Linked DNA regions of Capsicum annuum: region 1 is linked to region 2. Evidence: chromatin contacts called from public Hi-C data. All regions are on one chromosome and are shown on one strand. The core of a region is the stretch at or near the end of the contact, and the rest is flanking DNA. Distances in the headings are between cores, read along the strand shown. Region 1 has its middle 30 kb from the start of LOC107877896. Region 2 has its middle 190 kb from the start of LOC107877896.

Region 1 (6,511 bases), core at 1,458-3,957, 160 kb after region 2:
CATATCAATGATAAAAGATATATTGAATTGAATTTTTTCTATTTCTTGTCTTCCTTTCTGTTTCCCATCATTTTAAAAAAATTGCAAGTGCAACACCAATGTCAATGGAATCTCATAAAATAAGCTCTGGAGAGAGTTTTATATCCTTTTTATAAGAGATTTTGATCTTTATACATAAGAGATCTATATTTTTATACATAAGAGATCTGAAAGTAGGGGTAGGCATTATTCAGATTAAACTGAAAAACCAAATCAAATCAAACGAAATTTTAATTTGGATTAATTTTTCGGTTAGGTTTCGGACTAAGATTTTTCTTTATTTGTTTTTTCTATTTGGTTTTCGATTTGAAAAAATAAAAATAAAAATTTTGAATGCGTCATTTTCTTCCTTTCATGTAAGAGGTCAAAATCTCACTTTTCCTAACTGAGAAAAAAACTGTAGCATTATGAATATGAATATTTATATTTATCATATGTAAGTGTCAAGTTCATATTAAGAAATAAAATGATGAAAGGAGGTGATTGTATCGGGTTTGTATCCCCAAGATTTTTGTAATGTTATTATTTTATTCTTCAGTATTTAATTTCACATAATTTGCATAGGTTATGTTTAATTTAAAATAGTTTCTCATTATTTACCTGTCGAAGAAATTATATATGATATTAAACTAATAAAAAAGATGGCAGAATCATTAAAGATGTCTGGTTCTTAAATTTAATTTTCTATTATTGAAGTTGATATTCAACTAATTGGTTATTTTAACCGCGCGAAGTGCGGATAAGTATTCTAGTAAATTAATATGACTGTTAAAGAATTTAATGATACTTACTAAATGGGATAGAATATGATTAATTATTCGATTATAAAACAAGAAATCATAAAAAAAAAAAAAGTCAAAAAGTGAGAAAAAAGAAAAATAAAAATGAAGGCCTTAAAAGTATGCCACATAAGCATTATTTTAAGTCTCCTTTATATATATATATATTTGTTAGTTTGATTGAACTGAACATCCCAAGCATGCCACCCTACCACGTGCATTCGGTGTGAAGGGACATTTTCATGAAAAGATTTTAAATGACTACATTTATATTAAGTCTGATTGGGCGGATCGTTGTATTTTTTGACTTTAATATCATGATATTATCAACTTCGAACGTTGAATTGTATATGTTATTTATTTATCATATCTTCACTGGGTATTTATGAAATTATTGCATCTCAATCTAATAATTAAGAATTCGTTTGTGATTGGTGTTACAAAACTGTTTATTTGAGAAACACTTTTATAAAATAGCTTTTCAGAAAAGTGCTTTTGAAAAAAAATAATTTGTGTTTGATAAATTCATTTAAAAAGTACTTTTCATAAATATATTATATTTGGATAATCTTTTTTAAGAAGTATTTTTTTGAGACAAATGACCAAAAAGGACATGTATTAATTGACTTTTAGTACTAAGATTAATTTATAGAGAAAATTTATTTTAAATAACTATTATAATATTTTATTTTATTTGTATTTAATTAAAAAGTACGTATTCTAAAATTTTCAATCAATATTTATGTATATAAATATATTAAAAATATTAAGTGATGATATATTACTTAAATAATTTAAATATCACTTTTCACGAATTATTTATTTAAAATTAAATATTCAAAAAAAAAAATTGCAAGTGCTATCAAAATATAATCTCATTACGTGATTTATCTGTCATTTGATACCATTAATGATAAAAAATAAAAAGTTTTATATATTTCAGTCATCATCATCAATGATATTTTCAAATTTATTTAAAGAAAATGAGTGAAAATAAACTAATAATATGTAAATCATAAAATAAAATAAAGTATTATGATGTAAATATGAAGTATAAAATTTTAAAATCAAACTTTAATCAAATTTATAAGATATGTTAATTTATTTAAGGATATTTTGTCATGAAAAAAATAATTTTTCTTCTGCTTTTTTTGAAAAATAAAATTTTTCTTCTTCTTCCCAAAAACAAAGAAACTATTTCTGCTTCTCTCTAAAAGCACTTTTGTAAGTTATCAAACACCTTTCTTTCATAAAAAAAATATTTTTTTCTCAAAATAAATATATATATATATATATATATATTTTTTTTTTTTTTTTTTTTTTTATTTTTTTTTTTATTTTTTTTTTTTAAAATAAGCAATTTCAAATAGGGCACTAAGGCGCGTTCGGTCACCTATGATACTAGGACTAATTAATAGACTATGGATTTGTCTTGTAGGTGTAGGTGTGGAATATATGATCTACTCTACACACATATGGAGTGTATGCATAATACATAACAAGTGTATAAAAGTACAGTTAAAATACACACTGAGTATATAAGATTATATCGCAATAATATATTGATCAATTATACATTGTAGACTATTAAAATGTTGAAAAAAAAAGTTTAAAAAATTCTTGTGTGTGGGATTTGTTAGACTATTGTATAGTATAAAACTCTTAATTCAATAAGTATAATTGCGTCCATTCATTAAACTTAATATTGGTAGTTCAGTGTTAAATAAATCATATGATAGTACTAGTACTCCATTACTATATGAATTTTGAGAAAGTATTTGCAAAGGTCAAACCAATAAATTTGGATTTTGTTCATGAGCTAAGCTTCTAGAAGATGAACCAACCACTTTGGTAACAAACCTACCCGTTTGCTTACAAAGTCCTTGCGGATAGGATATGTAGAATTAGATAAATCAGTATTCATCCTTTGACCTCTGACTAAATCATTGCAGGGAAAGCGTCTCATAACCCCATTCACTATTTTATTTGACATTGGGATACATAATTTAAATGGGGTATGAGAAAAATAATCTTTGCCACTTTTACTAATTAATAAACCTGCTCTGATAATATATTATATTTAGATAGGTAAGCATAACTCCATATCCAATGGTTGCTAAATAACTTAATCACTGCATTTTTGGATCTTTCTAGAAGTTAGAGTAGGGAAAGCTGAGAAAATATGTAACAGGTCTTTCAAACATTACATTATCTTAGACGATGAGTTTTAGTAATAAGTAAAAATAAATCAAAATCAACGGCAATTAGAATAAACAAGTATAATTTCTTTAACTAAATTAAGAGGCAAAGGCTTTACATTAAAATACCTCACATTATTTAAAGGCCAAACCCATCGGCAGCATCCTAAATTTGGCACGATATTTCACTTTGGCACCTCAACTGGACGTTGTTCACTTTTGACACCTCAAGTAGCTATAAACTGTGTCACTTTGACACCTTTTGCTGATTCAGCAAAGAGAGCGTATTACACTCGCTTTTGGGCGCGTTTCAGTGGTATTTTTGTAATTTTTGAGAGGTATTTTCATAATTTTTTCATCTTTAAATTTTTTTTAAAATTATTGAAAATGATTAGATAAATCAGCAACAATTGATCTAATGAATTAATGACACATGTTTTATTGACCAAATAATTACAAAAAAGTCTCTCACATTGTCTTCTCCACACAATTTTTCTTTAGCATAACCTCATTAATGGAGGTTGAATTTTTCAAGAATCAATGAAACATACTAACACACTAACAACAATCAAATTACACCCAAAGCAGCAACCCAAAATTCTCCTCTTCCACCCACGACATCATTAACACCCAAAAGAAAAAAAATGTTCATTCCATCAACACACATAAAGAACACAATAAAATACTCCTTTCTTCACCATTTTCTTTTACTAGTGAACAGACACATACGACCTTCTCCATAAATACATAACATCAGTCATCCCTGCATACTTTTAAATAAGAAATACCAAATCAATATTTCTTCAAAACTCCTAAAAAAATGCAAAGAATCACTAAAAATTCAATAAGAAATACCCAAATCAATATTTCTCCAAAACTCCTAAAAAATGCAAAGAATCACTAAAAATTCAATGATTTACTTCTTTGGGTAATTTTATTAAAAACAAAGTGTGCAAAGAAAAATGAAATTATTTAGGAGGGCAAATGCAATTTTTTTTTTGCTTTTCCATAAGGATAGTGGATTTTTTACTAGTAGAAAAGAATCAAAAGGCAAATTGGTCAAAGAAAAAACCTTAAATATTAACAAACTATATGGCATAAAAAGGATTTAATTATTTATGTTTTCTTCCGTTAAATAATTTTTTAACTGAACAGTGGCCTCCTCTTTCTCCATGTCTGAAATTCGTGAAGCTTTTAAGGCGAATCTATCATCCTCAGCGAATGAGGAGGTATGTTTATTTTTCTGAAAAATTCTACCTCCATTAATGGAGGTTCAGCTTCCATTAATGGAGGTTGAACTTAAAAATGTTAGATGGGGAAGATGTGGTCTTTTTTGTAACTATTTAATTAAAAAATTACGTGTCAATAATTTATTGGACACTTAGCCATGTATTTTGATCCTTTTTTGTTTTTTAAAAAATTGTGGGTGTAAATAATGATGTGGCCTTTAAAATGAGTTGACACAAATTAGTTGGCCACTTAATCCATGCTGGAAGCGCGTGTAATTCACGCACTAGAGTTGATGCCGAAAGGTGTCAAAGTGACACACTTTATGACTACTTGAGGTGTCAAAAATGAACAACGTCCAGTTGAGGTGCCAAAGTGAAAGATCGTGCCAAGTTTAGGGGGTCGCCGATGGATTTGGCCTTATTTAAAATTATTTAATTAGGTGGATTATATATGATCGACTTATCATCACATACGACAATACTGGTTCATAAGATAGTTATGACTGCAGTTTCAATTTTCTTTTATTATATTGATTTGACTTAGAATTTAAGAAAGCCAGAAAGATTTTTAACTTTTGTGATCGAAAAATAAAGATAGAGATATACATATGTTCCATAATATTCGAGATTTTAAGGGTTGTTTGGTACAATAGAATGGGATAAGTAAGGATATCCCATGTTTTTGGAGATTCCATGAATTATTTTATCGAATCCTCTACATGGGATAGTAATTTCATCATTTTAGTATAAATGGTAGGACAAAATAGTTTCGGGAATAAGTAATACATCATACCAAATATGAGATAAAGTTAATCCTAAACCTTATTCCTTGTACCAAACAATCCCTTATAGTCTTAAATATGTCATGTTGATGTTGAAATCAAAGAGTGTCAAATCAGCAAAGCAACATTCTTTAGAAATAGACTAAAAAGAAGAGAAGGAAATGAGATCTCTTATCCCTTTATAAAATGAAAATAAAAAAAATGATCTTTTCACATCTCTGTAAAAAATAAAAATCTCTTATCAAAAAACTATAAAACTTTTTTTTTAAAATAAAGGGCTAGAAAACTATTCTCCCAAAAAATAAAGAAAGACAACTTGATTAAACAAAGAGAGTGTTTAATTATTTATTCTTATTACATTCTGGTAGGAGTAACAAAATCAACTCATAGAATTATGACCCGTCTAAATTTTGGTGAGTTAATGACTCACTTATTTTATTAATTCAAGTACCTATTTAATTAGACCTCATCTATGAAATTTTACTGAATATATTATTATTGTAAGTATCCATTTTGATCTACTTAGCTCAATCTCTTTCCCTTTTAAAATTGAGTTGATTTGCAACTCAGATTGATCCATAAGAAAGTTTGTCTAAATATTTTTAAAAAGAATTTCTTTATTTGATATATTGTGGGTGTGTTTGGTATGAAATATTTTCCTAGAAAATGTTTTCATGAAAAAGAAGTTGGTTTCTTACTTATTTTCTTATGTTTGATTGGTGAGTGAAAAATATTTTCTAATGTTTGGTTGGTGAATGAAAAAAATATTTTTCAGAAAATATATTTCAGTGTTTAGCTAAAGAGTAGAAAATACATTTTATAAAAATAATTTTTGACCCCAAAAAATACTTTTTTTCTAGGGTGTGTTAATTATGGAGGAGGAAAATATTTTCTAGAAAAATTAGTTGTTTCTTACTTATATTCTTGTGTTTGTTATCCAAGCAGAAAAATATTTTTTAAAAGTATATGTATATATTTAGTAAAAAACAATGAGAACGAATAAGGTACGAAAAGTGTGTAAGAATTTTTTTGAAAAAAATAAGTTAAAAAAATCTTTTTTTTAGGGGGAGCTGGTGTTGAGTGGACGGGTAGGGGGAGGGGTGGGGGAGGTCAAAATAGATGGTAGGGGTGATATAAGAAAAATGTTTTGAGTTTTTTATGAAAAAATTAAAATAATAATTTTCTTGGGGGAGAAGCAGTAGGGGGCGACGGCTAGTAGGGGTAGGGTGTGAGGGTGGGGTAAGAAAAAAATTATTTTCTTAAAAATAAATTTAAAAACTTACTTTTTTTTTTGGAGGAAGGGGGGTTGGTAGAGGTGGGAGTTGGGTGGGGGGATAAGAAAAAAGTTTGAATTTGTTTTTAAAAAATTAAATATTTTTTGTAAGGGGGTTGCGTCACGACCCTAAACCCAAGGGTCATGATGACACTTATCGCGACAAATATTGACAAGTAAGACTATCACACAAACTCATACAAGAAGGGAA
Region 2 (6,675 bases), core at 3,343-5,842:
GTTACTTTCTTTATCTCAACCTATGTGACACTATTAGAATTTTAAAAGGCAATTATATTTGCTACTATGTGTTTTTAAAATATTATAAGATGATAATAGTTATGACTTATAAAATTTTTTTTGCATAATTTTAAAATATATAATATTTAACCAAAATAAAAGAAACAAAGTACTAAATTTTCAAAACATGTTAAATTCGAAAACATCATTTGGATCAAAAAATTACTAAATTAAAACATTACAACATGCAAATTATAAAATTCCAAAACTACCCCGGATTTTTGTGATACAAATACTATTTAGATAATCAATCATATTTTTAATGTCTTTAAATATTTTAAATTATTAGCTATTGTAATTTATAATATTCTTTATGTAATTTTCAAATAATATATGTTACTCTCCTTATCCAAATTATTGTGGTATTGATAGTCAATTATTTTCTTAAATAATTTAAGTTTTTAATTATCATGATTTATAATAATTTTTATTCTATTTCAATTTAAGTGGCACTGAAATAAATTCAAAAGGCAATCAAATTTTATGATTAAAGAAGTGAAGCGGATATGTCCTAAATGATTTATAATACCAAATTAGAAGTGATATAGCAAAATTACTATAAGAAAATATTTGTGAAAAAAAAATTAAATGAGTCTCATATAAAATGTCATGTTAATTTAAAATATCAAGAATTAATTTATCATTTTATGTCAATTTTATTTTTTATTAAATATTATTAACTTCTTAATATCTAAATGACTTATAATAATTAATTAGGGGTGATATAGTAAAATTACGATTGAAGCAGCTGAAGCAGACATGTCATAAATTTCTATTTTACCTTTTTTTAAATTAAATATTATTAATTTACTTATACGTAAATGTCTTATAATAATTAATTAAGTGTAATATAGTAAAATCATGGAGCAAACATACGTGCGAAAACTTTTTAAATGAGTCTCACATAAGATGTCCTATTAATTTAAAATATCAAGAATTAATTTATCATTTATGTCTATTTTATTATTTATTAAATATTATTAATTTTTTTAATACTTAAATGACTTATAATAATTAATTAGAGTGATATAATAAAACTACGATTAAAGCAGCTGAAATAGACATGTCATAAATGTCTATTTTACCTTTTTTTAATTAAATATTATTAATTTTCCTATATATAAATGACTTAAAATAATTAATTAGGGATAATATAGTAAAATCACGGGGTAGCTGAAGAAGCAGATATGTTGACGAAGAGTTGCCTGCTTCTTCACACTTATTAATAGTAATATATATATATAAAATCTATCTATAATATATTAAAAGTGTGAAACCCTTAAAAAAGTGATTTGAACTTTTTACCCTTCAGTAAATGTCCTCACTTTAGACAAAATCATCTTTTCACCTTTTTTCTTAAATCATTATAATATTAAATTATTGTTCTAATATTTAGTATTTTAAAGTTAATTAGAGTTCTTTTTTTATCATGGTAAGAAACCACATTATTTAACATTTTTAAATCAGTTAAAATTTACCTTATATAATAAAGGGTTCTTATAATTTTATTAAAACAATATTTATAGAACAAAGAAGATACAAAAAGTGCCAAAATTAGAGGAATCCGTAGGTTGGGTTTTTTTTTTTTTTTTCGGGGGGGGGGGGGGGGGGGGGGGGTTCATGTACCTAAGAGAAATAAATTTGCTAAATTTTTAGTTGGAAAAAAGAGTCCTAACAGCTATTTACATAAAAAGCTATACATGGAAAGGAATAAATTTAATAACCAAAATAATAAAAAAAATTGGAAAGAAAAAAAAATTAAGAAGCAAATATGAGAAAGTATAATAATTATCCTAATATTTAGGACTTTCAAATTAATTAAAATGAGGTAGGTAAGAAATTATAAAATTTAATATGTCTAAATTAATTAAAATTTTACCTTATATAAAAAAAGAATGTCTATAAATTATTATGCTTCTATGTTTTCTTCTTATTTTGATATGTCTATCAATTGTTGTGCTTCTACATTTTCTTCTGATTTTGATATTTGATATTTTGATTGATGATTTATTAAAGTTTTCTTCTTGCATCCCTTATTATCATTCTTTTTTTCTTCTTCATCTTTTTAGTTAATAAAATTTAAATATTATATATGTATTATATATAATTGACAAGGGATTTTCCTTTTTAATAATTTCTCATGTTTCTCTTTCAGTTGAAAAATCATATTAAACGAGTATGTTGCTGCAGAATAAAGTAGCAGGAAAAATCGAAAGTTTCTATCTTTCCCTTTTCGACTACTTTTTACGGAAATTGTATTTCTCCTTCCAACTACTGCAAGTTTTATTCGTTTCACATGTATTTGATAGTTTATAAATATATTTTTTATATATTTTGATAATGTATAGTGCTAAATTTTTCAAAACAACATCATATAACACTATTATTATAGTGATATCAATTGATTCAGTTATTATTTTTCTCCTTTTTGACAGGCTTTTTATGCACTGTTTGTTTGTTGTATCATATAATTCATGTTGAAATATTTTGTTGATAGACGTCGGTGTTTCTTTGTTAAAATTCTTTCCTTAGTTTTTCTTATAATAGTAAAGATATTAATTTGTTGCCCTCTAACACTTCTAACGACATATGAATTGCCCCATATGTCATATCAAAATTTTTTTTAAGCATTTTTTGTCGTCCTATAGCCATTATAGTTTTTCTTAATTTAGTTTAAATTGTTTTTAATGCTTTTATATGATTTTGTATGTATATATTAATTTTTTTATTTAAGTATTTTTCATATTTAATAAAATCATCAATTTATTTTTAATCAAGACATTTTCTTTTATAATATTGTAAAATTGAACTCATTGAAGCGAGGTACACACGTAGAGAGCGTACTCTAAAGTAGTATATATATACATAGGAGAATAACTTTGCATGAGGTTATGCCAAGTGACATCTTAAGAACTAACATCTTACAACAAAATTAATTTTTATAGATTATTAATTATTTTACATTTATTTTATATTTATTTCATATATATATATATATATATATATATATACACTAAAGGAGAATAGTCTTGCATGAGGTTATGCCAAGTGACATCTTAAGAACTAGCCTCTTACAACAAAAATAAGTGTTGTAGATTATTAATTATTTAACATTTATTCCATATTTATTGCATATTTCATATCTCTATATATAATAAAAGAGAATGGTCTTGCATGAGGTTATGCTAAGTGACATCTGAAGAACTAGCCTCTTACTACAAAATTAAATTTTGTACATTATTAATTATTTAACATTTATTAATAAAGGAAAATAGTCTTGCATTAGGTTATGCAAATGACATCTTAAGAACTAACCTCTTACAACAAAAATAAGTTTTGTAGATTATTAATTATTTAACATTTATTTCATATTTTCTATCTATATTAATATTTTTTTTATTATATATAAGAGAGAATAAGTTTTTTTGGTAGTCCTCACATGATTTTTTTTGTTCTCTTTTATCCTTAATTGAAGTTTTTTATTACTTTATAAGTTAACACACATTTTAGTAAATTTTAAAAATTTTAAGGTTTTCTACATGCTACTAAAAATGAAAAAGGTGATTGTGGCCCCCACAAAGCACTCACACATATTTGAGTCATTATTTTTTTTGAATATGTTATTGAACATGTTTCAAATTATATTTGATCTTAACAATTAATTATAAACACATAAATAGTTATTCTATTGTTCAATTTCTAGCCTGATATACGCTTAATTATTGAATTAAAATATTTTTCTCATAATATTATTTGTTGATGTTATTTATAATGTTTAATTTGTAATTTAAATTTTTAGTTATCGATTAATAAGTATAGTTTATTTTATTTTAATTTTATCTGTATTTTTATTTGTGCATGACGACAACATAAGTAATCAACAAAGATTTCATTTATGTAAAATTATATTTTATACTAAAGAATAACCATAATTAAATTTATCATTGTTAAAAACTTTTAAAATGTGTCAAAAATGTTAGTTATAATTCTTTCATTTCAGTCAAAAAATAAATTTCATAATATGATAGTTAGTTAATCTAATTTTATGTGCACACACTTTTAATATAAAATTTACTTGATAAATTATCATATTAAAAATATATAAGAAATATTATTTTTGTATATATTCTGAAAATGCTGAGAGAAAAAGGTAGTTAAAGAAATTAGAATTTGATCTCCTAATAATTTATGATAAAAGCTCAATTTGAGTAATTAGAGATTAGAAACTCAAAAGATTTCAGAAAAATAGAAATTAGAACTTTAATACACGCATTTGTTTTGATTTTTTTTTTTAAATCTAATATTTAAATTAAGAAAAATATTATCCTTTAACTTTTCAATACTATTTTGTACTGTATTATTTTAAAAATCCTTAAAAACTATCACATTGATGTCAAAAAAAATAAAAAAATAAGAACAAGTAAAATTTAAAAATATCTATAATTTTTTTTTAAATGTAAGTTTGGGCCGGGCTTAACACGGGTTAACCGAAACTAGTTATTATGAGAATCCCAAATCTTTGTCGTCCTCACAAGGCCAAAAGTGGAAGTTTGATTCTTTGAGGACATCAATCATCAAGTTACACCTGTCTGCCACTTCATTTCCTATTTTGCACTCATTTTCTCTTATAAGTCCATTCCTACGTGGTGTTTCTAAAGTTGAAGTATATTGATGTTATGCTTCTTTTATTTCATATTAATTTTCTCTTTTTTCTTTTAGCTCTTTTAAAAAAATTATTAGTAAGAAACTTTTCTTAAATTAAATTTTCAGATGTATTAAAATTTAATTGTAAGGATGGAATTTAAAAAATGTAATTAGTTTTGTTTTGAATTTGTAAAATTATTTATAGAAGGATGACAAATAATATAAGATAGAAGGGAGAATCTCCCTTTTAGTAGTCCACACAATTTTTTTTTAAGTACTTAGATATAGGGGTGTTCGTGGGTCGATTTGGGTCGGTTATTGATCGAAACCATAACCAAACCAACTTAGTCGATTTTTAAATTTCTAAAATCAAACCAAACCAACACAAAAAAATAACCATCGGTTTGGTTTTTGTCGGTTTAGTTCGGTTCGGTTTGGTTTTTCGGTTTATAACTTTAGTTAACGATAAAAGTTGAAAGTTTTCTTAAAAAAAATTCAATCCAACATATGAGATGTCAATCGAGTGTTGTTCCTCAACCTTGAAACTAAGATGTTAATTTAGTGTTATAAATTTAGTGTTATACTTACGCAACACCATGGACAATACCATATGAATGCTTCTACAAAAGTGTTTAGAAACTACATATAAGAGAATGATATGGTAAACCCTCTAAAGGATAAACACATAAATTTTTTGCTCAATAGAGACCAAAAAGAAAGTTCAAAACTAGTGATTATTTATTGTCTAATAAACTCACCTATAAAATCCCATAGACAACAAGATAATTTCACAATTAGTATCATTTGCCATTCAAAGTGCGAAAATCGTATAGAGTCTCATAACGTATCATCAACTAGATGGAGACATATGACTAAAAGTACTATGACTAAAGTTAAATTCATGATTAAAATTTAAAATATAAAACATATTTATATTTTATTTAATAATATATAAATAATTTATATATGCATATGTATGTGTGTATACATATATATACATATATATATGTGTGTGTGTGTGTGTATATATATATATAATTTTTATCGGTTCGGTTTGGTTATTTTAGAGTAAACCCAAATCCAAATCACCTAAGTGTCAGTCTTAAAAATTTAAAACCAAATCAAACCAAATATCAATTTTTTTAATCGGTTTGGTTTGGTTCGTGGTTCGGTTTGATTTTTAATCAAACCATGAACACCCCTACTTAGATAGTCACACATGTTTTTTTTTTCATACATATTGTTACATTAGTCCTCATTTATTATTTTATAATATTTTTATTTATATATTTATAATTGAATTATAGATAGTAGTAATCTTTTGTAAATCTGTTCTTGTTCCTTATTTGGTTACTTGTTCTTTTTTACTTATTTTTTATATTAAAAATTAATTACTTTTCTAACTTATTTATTTTTGTAAGTCACAAAAGATTTATAACTTTTTTCTATATCATTATTATTAATAAGTACTTAAATAAAATATTAATATCTAGATTTAATTTCTTAAAATATAATTAGTAAAGATAATTTAGTATGTTTTACTCTTAATATATTTGATTCTTAAGTTATTTGTCAAGTTAAAGAAACAAGTAAAAAGGAATTGAGAGAGTACATTTTTCTCTCTTTTTCGTTTTCTTGACCTTTTGTTAAAGAAATAGTCTCTTTTTACTTATTATTTTAGCAAATCAAGAGAGATAGATTATTTTCCTTCAATATTATTGTTATCATTAAGTAACTATATAACTACTTAATATGAGTGAGGATCTTGGGGGCTTGGTCGTTCTCACAGGTCCAATAATTGTCAATTATATGATTTTAAAACATAATTATCGAGATAAACAAACAAACTCCTATTAAATAGCTTTTTAATAGGAGTACCAAATCAACAATTGTAAAAAAAAAAAAAAAGGATAGAGGACAATATTTTTTTTTTACATTTTAGTAAAATTTGTGCAACTTTGAACTTACAGT

The links. Hi-C and Micro-C count contacts between places; a contact is called where the count stands out from the background.
Region 1: a contact with region 2 is called in a Hi-C map of placenta, with 2.5 times the contacts expected there. The contact joins two enhancer-like sites. A contact is called at or near these places in 2 of 5 Hi-C or Micro-C datasets (leaf and placenta).

What each region holds. Positions count from the first base shown.
Region 1 is chr7:113,716,769-113,723,279 of UCD10Xv1.1, forward strand. No RefSeq gene overlaps it. Among protein-coding and RNA genes, the nearest start is that of LOC107877896, 30 kb to the right of the region's middle. Within about 2 kb of position 2,708, at least 4 of the 5 cell types and tissues checked have an H3K27ac peak or open chromatin away from gene starts, as enhancers often do.
Region 2 is chr7:113,559,094-113,565,768 of UCD10Xv1.1, forward strand. No RefSeq gene overlaps it. Among protein-coding and RNA genes, the nearest start is that of LOC107877896, 190 kb to the right of the region's middle. Within about 2 kb of position 4,593, at least 1 of the 5 cell types and tissues checked has an H3K27ac peak or open chromatin away from gene starts, as enhancers often do.